Linked DNA regions of Mus musculus: regions 1 and 2 are each linked to region 3. Evidence: chromatin contacts called from public Hi-C data. All regions are on one chromosome and are shown on one strand. The core of a region is the stretch at or near the end of the contact, and the rest is flanking DNA. Distances in the headings are between cores, read along the strand shown.

What was found. A called contact is a pair of places that touch in the nucleus more often than the background predicts.
Region 1: a contact with region 3 is called in a Hi-C map of stem cell-derived neural stem cells, with 2.8 times the contacts expected there. The contact joins two enhancer-like sites. A contact is called at or near these places in 1 of 15 datasets of contacts at CTCF or cohesin (the NIH/3T3 cell line), 12 of 484 Hi-C or Micro-C datasets (cerebellum, embryonic stem cells, immediate neuronal precursor and 5 more), 8 of 115 datasets of contacts at active chromatin or transcription factors (astrocytes, embryonic stem cells, extraembryonic endoderm stem cells and 4 more) and 2 of 9 other capture datasets (adipose tissue and embryonic stem cells).
Region 2: a Hi-C map of liver shows a contact between it and region 3, with 4 times the contacts expected there. The contact joins the promoter of Fam50b here to the enhancer-like site in region 3. A contact is called at or near these places in 2 of 39 promoter capture datasets (both in liver), 4 of 484 Hi-C or Micro-C datasets (all in liver) and 3 of 115 datasets of contacts at active chromatin or transcription factors (hepatocytes, liver and pancreatic cancer cells).

Annotation. Positions count from the first base shown.
Region 1 is chr13:34,192,358-34,195,057 of GRCm38.p6, reverse strand. Slc22a23 (solute carrier family 22, member 23) reads left to right here. Exons shown (of 10, transcript NM_001382849.1): 8 at 1,632-1,664. Among named protein-coding and RNA genes, the nearest start is that of Gm52037, 4.2 kb to the left of the region's middle. Within about 2 kb of position 1,422, at least 83 of the 459 cell types and tissues checked have an H3K27ac peak or open chromatin away from gene starts, as enhancers often do. A contact at or near this core is called in oligodendrocyte precursor cells, pancreatic cancer cells, stem cell-derived neural stem cells and 1 more, where this site is marked.
Region 2 is chr13:34,733,457-34,736,160 of GRCm38.p6, reverse strand. It overlaps Fam50b (family with sequence similarity 50, member B), which reads right to left and starts at 1,311. Exons shown (of 2, transcript NM_001382856.1): 1 at 1,253-1,311.
Region 3 is chr13:34,459,742-34,462,441 of GRCm38.p6, reverse strand. All of the region lies in intron 2 of Gm40908 (a long non-coding RNA gene), which reads left to right. Among named protein-coding and RNA genes, the nearest start is that of Gm40908, 21 kb to the left of the region's middle. Within about 2 kb of position 1,316, at least 40 of the 459 cell types and tissues checked have an H3K27ac peak or open chromatin away from gene starts, as enhancers often do. A contact at or near this core is called in hepatocytes, liver, oligodendrocyte precursor cells and 3 more, where this site is marked.

The DNA.
Region 1 (2,700 bases), core at 173-2,672, 270 kb after region 3:
TGGAGCCTGTAGCAGGACAACACATGAAAGGAGTATATGGCAGAGAAATGCATTTGCTTTATGGCATGTAGAAATCAAAGAAAGGGATCTAGAGTCCCAATGTCCTCTTTGAGAGCTCACCTTCAAGTACATGACTCTGCGCCCATGACGCTCTACTTCCTAAAGGTCTGCTTCCCCATACTGCCCTGGGTGGAGACCAAGCCTTCAACATAATGGCCTTTGGGGGACTTTAAAGATCAAAACTATAATGGAAGGACTAGATGAGACTTGAGAGAAGTTTTCTATGTCCTGAGAGTGTCATTCTGAAATCGATAGCCACAAGAACTTGCTTCAGGAAGGATGGAATTTTAGTAGAACATACTGTCCTCTGACTCTGTGAACTGCTAGGCCTCCCCTCTTCCTCCCACCCACATAGGCCACAGGCCTATGGCCCCAAAGAAGAGCTCTCTGGAGGCACTGTAACTCCCAAGCCTCTGTGTGTGTCCCTGTAAACATGGCTTCACTATGGGCAGACCGTTTGTATGCTTTTCACATAAGGAGGACAGACATGTCCTTCTTCAACAATAGAGTGAAAGTCTGGGCATTCTTGTGTGGGACACAGTTTTTCTATTGATTTTCCCAAATTTATCATTTATCAAAGTATTCGGTAAATGTCACATATCACCTTAAAACAAATCTAGAGAGCCCACTTAGTCCTTCATTAACTGCTGTGCAATCCTCATAAATAACCACTCACCTAAGTACAAAAAATCCCACTGCCTCCTTCCCACCTGCCCAGAACACAGTGCAGACCACTGGCATCTTCTCATGCTAGACCCCTTCCCTGGGACAGGCTCAGAACACAGGGAAATGGGTGCCACTGAACACCCCTCTTTGGAGGAAAGCTTACCCCAGCTGCATAGTGAAACGTACCTATTGTCCCCTGCACCACAAGTCATGACAGCCTTGGTGCAGACTGGGTTACAGAAGAGCTGGTTTCAAAACAGGTGGTTTTCCTAATGTAATTGTGTTCTTATCTATCATGCTTGGGTGATAACAAAGATAGAAAACCAATAGCTGTTCTCTGTCGCCCTGGGTGGACACTGCCTAGCTGACCTTTCAGAAAGCCTCCGTCCAGCTTACTCAGTTGAGACAAATATGTCAGGGTCCCTCAGCACCCAGAGTATCCCACCTGCCCTCTTTGGTATTGAACAGGAATGCCACAGGGACTCCGGGCAAAAGGCAGGAGTTATGAAGAGTTGGGTTTGGAGAAGCATAAATGTGGCCTGATAGGCCTTCTCACTGTGAGCAATACCCCATGGCACAGACCAAGAGTACCACTTGAATAACTTTCTATGCAGAGAGGCTCTGTTCAGGTCCGCTTGGATCCTCTCTGCAGGATTGTGTTGTCTCCCAGACCCCGTGGCAAATAGGGCCTTAGCCCTCTCTTCAAACAAAAAGGTCTTTGTTTAGTCCAGTGTGAATTCCACTGCCCAGGCAGCCAGCACCAACTCAGACTTAAAAGGAAGTTCACATAGAAACAATTCATGTGGGAACACTCGGCAGCCACCCTATACCTCACAAGCCTTCTTCCTCTTTCCCACTCTCGTTACCCTGTGTATGTGGGTGCGTCCATCCCATCGCGGCTCCAGTGATCGGCAAATACAGCCAGCATCCAGACTCAGGTGAGTACTGAAGATTCTCCCTGGGCTTCCTTGGCTTCTATTACGTCCGCACAAGAGTTGCCACAAGGACTCACCAATCGGTTTCTGTTTCCTCTCTCCCTTCCATTCTTTGCCCTTCAAGAATTGCAGCTGAAGTTGGCCGTAGGTTGGACACTATAAGCATATATTTGTATTCTCTATCCCCATCTTGTGCTAGAGGAAGCCACTCTTGTCTCCCTGGTTGTGCGCAGCTTGGCTTGCATGCCCTCCCAGCCCCCGATCCAGCACCAGTGCTTTTGTCCTTGGTCAGCAGCTAGTCAGGATGAGAAGGTGGGAGGGTTGGGGCTTGGTCGTCCTTGCTGCAGGGAGAGCCATTATCTCCTCATGACTCATGCAAGCTTGCTGCTCTCCAATGGGGGAGGGGGGAGGGAGAACAGCAGAGGTGCTGCCCTATATCCCATGCTGCTATGAAACCTGCCTGCCCCCACCAAACCCATGCTACCAGTGCCCATGACAGCACTTGCCCTCCATGCAGCCCTGAGGGAAACTAAGCTGAGCTGAGAAGCACAGCCCCTACGCATGCCAACACTGTGTGCAGTACTGCCTCGTGCTAGCTAGGCTCCAGTGCCACCTGTAGGCATAGAGACTGCTGAATGCTTTCCCTCCCCTCGGGGCCCATGAATTATTCCATTTGGGTCATGTGTAGTTTTTCTATACTTAAATCAGCACTGACTCTGGGTTGGGTGGGTCCACCCTGAGATTGCAGCCTGGAATCCAGGGCAGATAGTGGGCACCTTAGCACTGTGGCAACAGGAGAACCTTAGCCTGCCTGGCATAGCTTCTGGCTGAGTAATTCTACTGGCCACTGTGAGCTCAGCATGCTTAGTGTCCAAGGCACTAACAGACACCAAGAGAACGCTTTAAAGGACTCCAGGCTCCTCGGCCTAGAGGACTGCTCACCCAAAGGCCACTGCATGCCCAACTGTATCACAAACTAGTCATTGGGGAGGAGCGAGCTCCTGGGATATCCCTGGCTTCCCTTCCCCCATTCTCGTCT
Region 2 (2,704 bases), core at 62-2,561, 270 kb before region 3:
ACAGGACAGCCAGGAAGCAGAGAGAAAGAGAAGGGCACCAGTGTCTCACAGTCCCCATTAGGTCCCACAACTTCAACATTCTACTGCAATCTAGAAGTGTCAATCTGGGACCAACACATTCCACTCCAAGTCTAGAGGACAGAAATGCTAGATACTATAGGAACTCTGGGGAGCCCTCTGAAATAAATTCCAGCACCATGGGATGAAGAAAGCATTTATCTAAGTCCTCCTTCCTAGTCTCTGTGGCTGATAGTCACTCTGGGTATCAACAGTTCTATATGTCAAGTTTACTGCCTCTGCATTGGAGTAGTCAGAGAGAGGGGGGGGAGAGGGAGAGAGAGAGGGAGAGAGAGAGAGAGGGAGGGAGAGAGGGAGAGAGAGAGAGGAAAGAGGGAGAGAGAGAGGGGGAGGGAGGGAGGGAGGGAGAGAGAGAGAGAGGGGGGGGGGAGAGAGAGAGAACAGACATCCTCAGGTACCCAGCATGAAGACACTTGGCTATAACCACCTACTGCTGCAGTGGCAGAAAAGAGGAGTTCAGAGCAATCTAGCAGAGACAAGAAGCCTTCAGTATGCTTTCAGTACTATAAGCTAACAGTATCAGACCTGAGTTAAGGAGGTGAGACTCATGTAATGGTTAATCTTGTCAACTAACAGGATTTGGAACCTTAGGATACACAGCTCTTGGCATGTTGTCTGGTGGGAGTATTTTCAGAAAGATTTAACTGAGGAAAGACAAACCATCTTGAACATGGCCTTACCATGCCCATGGGCGTGAGTCTCAGACCTAGTAGAAAGGAGAAATAGGGAAAGGCAGATGAACGCAGTCCTTATCTTGCTCGGCTTTCTGACTACAGAAACAACATGACTCCGTGCTTCTGCCAACTTGCTGTCAGGATTAAATGTGAGTCAAACAGTCAATCAAAATAAACCCTTTCCTCCTCCTTAGGTTGCTTTTGACACAGCAGTGAAAAGCAACCAATAGAGAGAACAAGCCCCAATTTCTATTTTCCTAGTGCATATGTCATAGCCCTTTAAGGCATCTTCCTCCTTCCTGCTAGTTTGTGATTCCTAAATTACAATAAAAATGTTGATATTATGTCACCGATAGGGCTCATTAGTCTCCCCTGCTTGCAGGATAATGGACAAATTCCTTTCCTCTAACATTCAACTCCCTTCACAATTGGTTTTACTCGAGTTTAAAGAGCTGTACCTCCCACATCTGCCCCAGCTGGATTCAAGCCAGTCCCCTCACCTTTTGATGTATGAGCCAAGACTCTTCCTTCTGGTGCTTTTGCGAATATTGTTTGTTCTAACTGACACAGAAAATATGCAAAACATTGGCCAACTGCTAGGGCAGGCTCTAACCAATCAGGACAGAGATTGGGCCAATCAGGTGGTGGTCATGTATAACTGCCGACTTGGACTGACTGATGGATGCAGTCCTGCTGCCAGCGTCTGATCTCCTGACAACTGAAATGCAATCCTCCCATGAAGTTTTCCTGGACTGTCGTTGCTCACTTGGGCCTTTGATTATTACAGATTAAATTTTTGTGTGTAGGTTGTTACTAAAGAGTTTACGTGATACACTAGTCTGAAAGTATTGGCACTCTCCAGACAGCATGATTTTATTGCCTTTTCATACAATAACTCATTAGTGATCTTAGCTACAGAGGAGACAGAAAGCTCTGACTCCATTTTGCATGTGGTATAGTATGGTTGATCAGAATAACTTTCAGGTTTTAGAAAAGCTTTTTAATTTCAAAATTTTATAAGGATATAAAATGATAGAACTTTATTCCTCAATAAATAAATAAATAGAAAAAAAAAGAGAAAATATTTCAGAGCTCACAACTTCAGTGTGGTGTTGTCTTAAAACTATTGAATATGGGGAAACTCTACAAAAGCCCTCTAACTGGGGCAAGAAACCTAGTAATTTCTTTCATGTGTGAGCTACTCAATTTCAAGGGATTTCAAATTTCTATGAAATGTTCTTCTTTGTTTGTTTGCTGTGTTTTTGTTTTTGTTTTTGAGACAGAGTCTTCCTATGCAGCCCAGGCTAGCCTCTAACTTCCAATCTTCCTGCCTCAGCCTCCATTAGCAGTGGATATGCTACACCATGACTCAATTCTTTAAAGTGCTCTTTAAATAGCTGTTGGATACATTCCTGGAAGCCACCCAATACCACAATGACTAACAACATTTTAATCTTGACACTCCTACTGAGGGGTCTTGCCCTCGAATCTCTTAGTCTCTGTCCCCTGAGTCTGCTTGGTGAGCTGGTTATATTCACAGGAAGGCTTACTAATTGCCATGTTCTTTCCTGGGCTATTTCTCTTTTCAGTCTGATGCCCACTGTAAAATGTCCAGCCCAGCAGCTATGTCCTGCGCTGCAATCATAATAGCCAGACATGAGCATGTTTGCCTCCATTTGATCGAGCTTCTGATGGTTGTTAGGCATCCATCTGGTAAGGGATAATTTTGGGAAAAGCCGTTGTATTTTCCTTCTGGGTGATGAGACTAAAACTAAGCTATCTAAGAGTGGGGCATTTGTGTAGTATAGGTTCTTCTCCATGTGGTATGGAGCAGTATGCCTCTTTGCTGTAGCAGCACGGGCCCCGTTCTGCTATTGGTTGATAAGACATGATACTCAGACTGAGCAAGTTGCCTTAGGGGAAAGTAAGGGAAATCCATGGGATCGATCCTG
Region 3 (2,700 bases), core at 67-2,566:
TGTGTTTGTTGCATAGCACGGTGCAGAGAGAACTGGCTGACTCAGCAAATACTGCATCTTAGGCTACAAGACACTGTCTGAAACAACATGACACTGACCAGACTGTTCTGGCACAGACCAGAGGAGCAAAGGACAAGGACAATCTAGAAGGCAGTGCCCAGTGGGAGTTGTTATAGCTCCACGACCTCGTGTGTGACAGGGTGACCCATTAGAGTGATAGCAACAAGATTCAGGTACAAGAAGGGAGTAGTTTAGGCTTCTCAAAATTCACATTCTCCTGCCTCAGCTCAAGAGAAAATAACAGAACAATCTAACAGGGCCTAGTGCTCCTCTTTCTCTCAGAATCCCCTGCGTTAAATTGGCTCCTATTCCTCAAGAATTCAGCTCAAGATGGGTGGGGGGATCAAAAGCCTAACGGTCAGATTCCAGGTTAGCCTAGCTTCAGCTATCAGTTTCCCTCATTCTTCCTGGTAATCAAGGCACTCATATGCCCTGTGTGACTGACAGAACTTAGGTCAAATGAGCATCCCTTTGGTAGCTCACTTACTTGCTCTTTGCATACCTGGTGTGTATTGTACTGGATATTGCGGGGGTGGGGGGCACTGATGAGCTAAACAGACACATTCTCACCCTTGGGGATGGGAGTCGTCAGCAGAGGCACATAGATGTCAATCACACAGGTCAGTCCATCTTCCTAAGAATGCTGTTGCTTGGTGTTACCTCCATGACAGATCTTACTTCCAGAGCCCATCAGATTTAAATTGATTGCCTTCCACCCATTATTGTGTGACCGTGGGAGTTCCTTCCAAATCCATTTTCTTTCTTTCTTTCTTTCTTTCTTTCTTTCTTTCTTTCTTTCTTTCTTTCTTTCTTTCTTTCTTTCTTTCTTTCTGGTTTTTTTTTTTTTTTGGTCCCCTGTAAAATGCAGTTGTACATATAATACTTGACTTCACAGATCATGAGGAATTAACACCCTGTGCTGGACTGCGGGAACCCTCACATTCAGCACATTGCTGTGTTCTAGGCACTGTTGTAAGCTCTTTAGGTATACTTCCCGCTTGATTCTCATGGCAGCATAGTGGTAAAGGGACTCAAACCCTTTCAGCCTCGTAGATGAGGAAACTGGGGTGTGGTCAGATAGCATGAATGGACACGGCTGTCTGTTCTGCTCTCTGCGCCTATGCACTGATCACAACCCTCCTGTGCCACTCCCATTGTGACTCCCAGGACTCTGATTCTGTTTATCTTACAGAATCAGAGAGCTCTTCAGAATGGCTCCAGAATCCTGCCGGCTGGCCACAGACTGATTCACTCCCCTCAGGTAGCCAGCAGCCCAGATATCACTGGACTTTCAGGAATGTGCTCTCCCACTGTGGAGATAAGCTCCCTGAGGACAGGTGACCTTTGTTAAGCAACCATGGCACTTATTTCCTACATACTGTCACAGAAGTGGCTCTGGTCTCCTGATCCAGAGGCAGCAGCCACTTCTTGGCAGCCTCAGGGAATTAATTGTTTTAGTTCTGAGCAACAACCACAGGAGGTTAGGAGGTCAGGAAGAAGCACCTTTTAGAAGACTATTTTCGGCTAACATCCTCTTAACAATGAGTACATACCATATGTGTTCTTTTGTGACTTTTACCTCACTCAGGATGATATTTTCTAGTTCCATCCATTTGCCTAAGAATTTTATGAATTCATTGTTTTTAATAGCTGAGTCGTATACCATTGTGTAAATGTACCACATTTTATGTATTCATTCCTCTGTTGAAGGACATCTGGGTTCTTTCCAGCTTCTGGCTACTATAAATAAGGTTGCTATGAACATAGTGGAGTGTGTGTCCTTGTTATATGTTGGAGCACCTTTTGGGTATATGCCCTGGAGTGGTATACTTGTGTCCTCAGGTAATACTATGTCCAATTTTCTGAGGAACTGCCGAACTGATTTCCAGAGTGGTTGTAACAGCTTGCAATCCCACCAACCTTTCTCCACATCCTCACCAGCATCTGCTGTCACCTGCGTTTTTGGTATTAGCCATTCTGACTGGTGTGAGGTGGAATCTCAGGGTTGTTTTGATTTGCATTTCCTATGACTAAGGATGGTGAACATTTCTTTAGGTGCTTTTCAGCCATTTGGTATTCCTCAGTTGAGAATCCTTTGTTTAGCTCTGTACCTCATTTTTAATAGGGTTATTTGGTTCTCTGGAGTCTAACTTCTTGAGTTCTTTGTATATATTCGATATTGGCCTTCTATCAGATGTAGGGTTGGTAAAGATCTTTTCCAAAACTATTGGTTGCCATTTTGTCCTATTGACAGTGTCTTTTGCCTTATAAAAGCTTTGCAATTTTATGAGGTCCCATTTGTCGATTCTTGATCTGAGAGCACAAACCATTGGTATTCTGTTTAGGAAATTTTCCCCTGTGCCCATGTGTTCGAGGCTCTTCCCCACTTTCACTTCTATTAGTTTCAGTGTATCAGGATTCATGTGGAGGTCCTTGATCTACTTGGACTGGAGCTTTGTGCAAGGAGATAAGAATGGATCAATTTGCATTCTTCTATATGCTGACCACCAGTTGAAGGAACACTATTTCTTGAAAATGCTATCTTTTTTTCCACTAGATGGTTTTAGCTCCTTTGTCAAAGATCAAGGGAGCATAGGTGTGTGGATTCATTTCTGGGTCTTCAGTTCTATTCCGTTTACC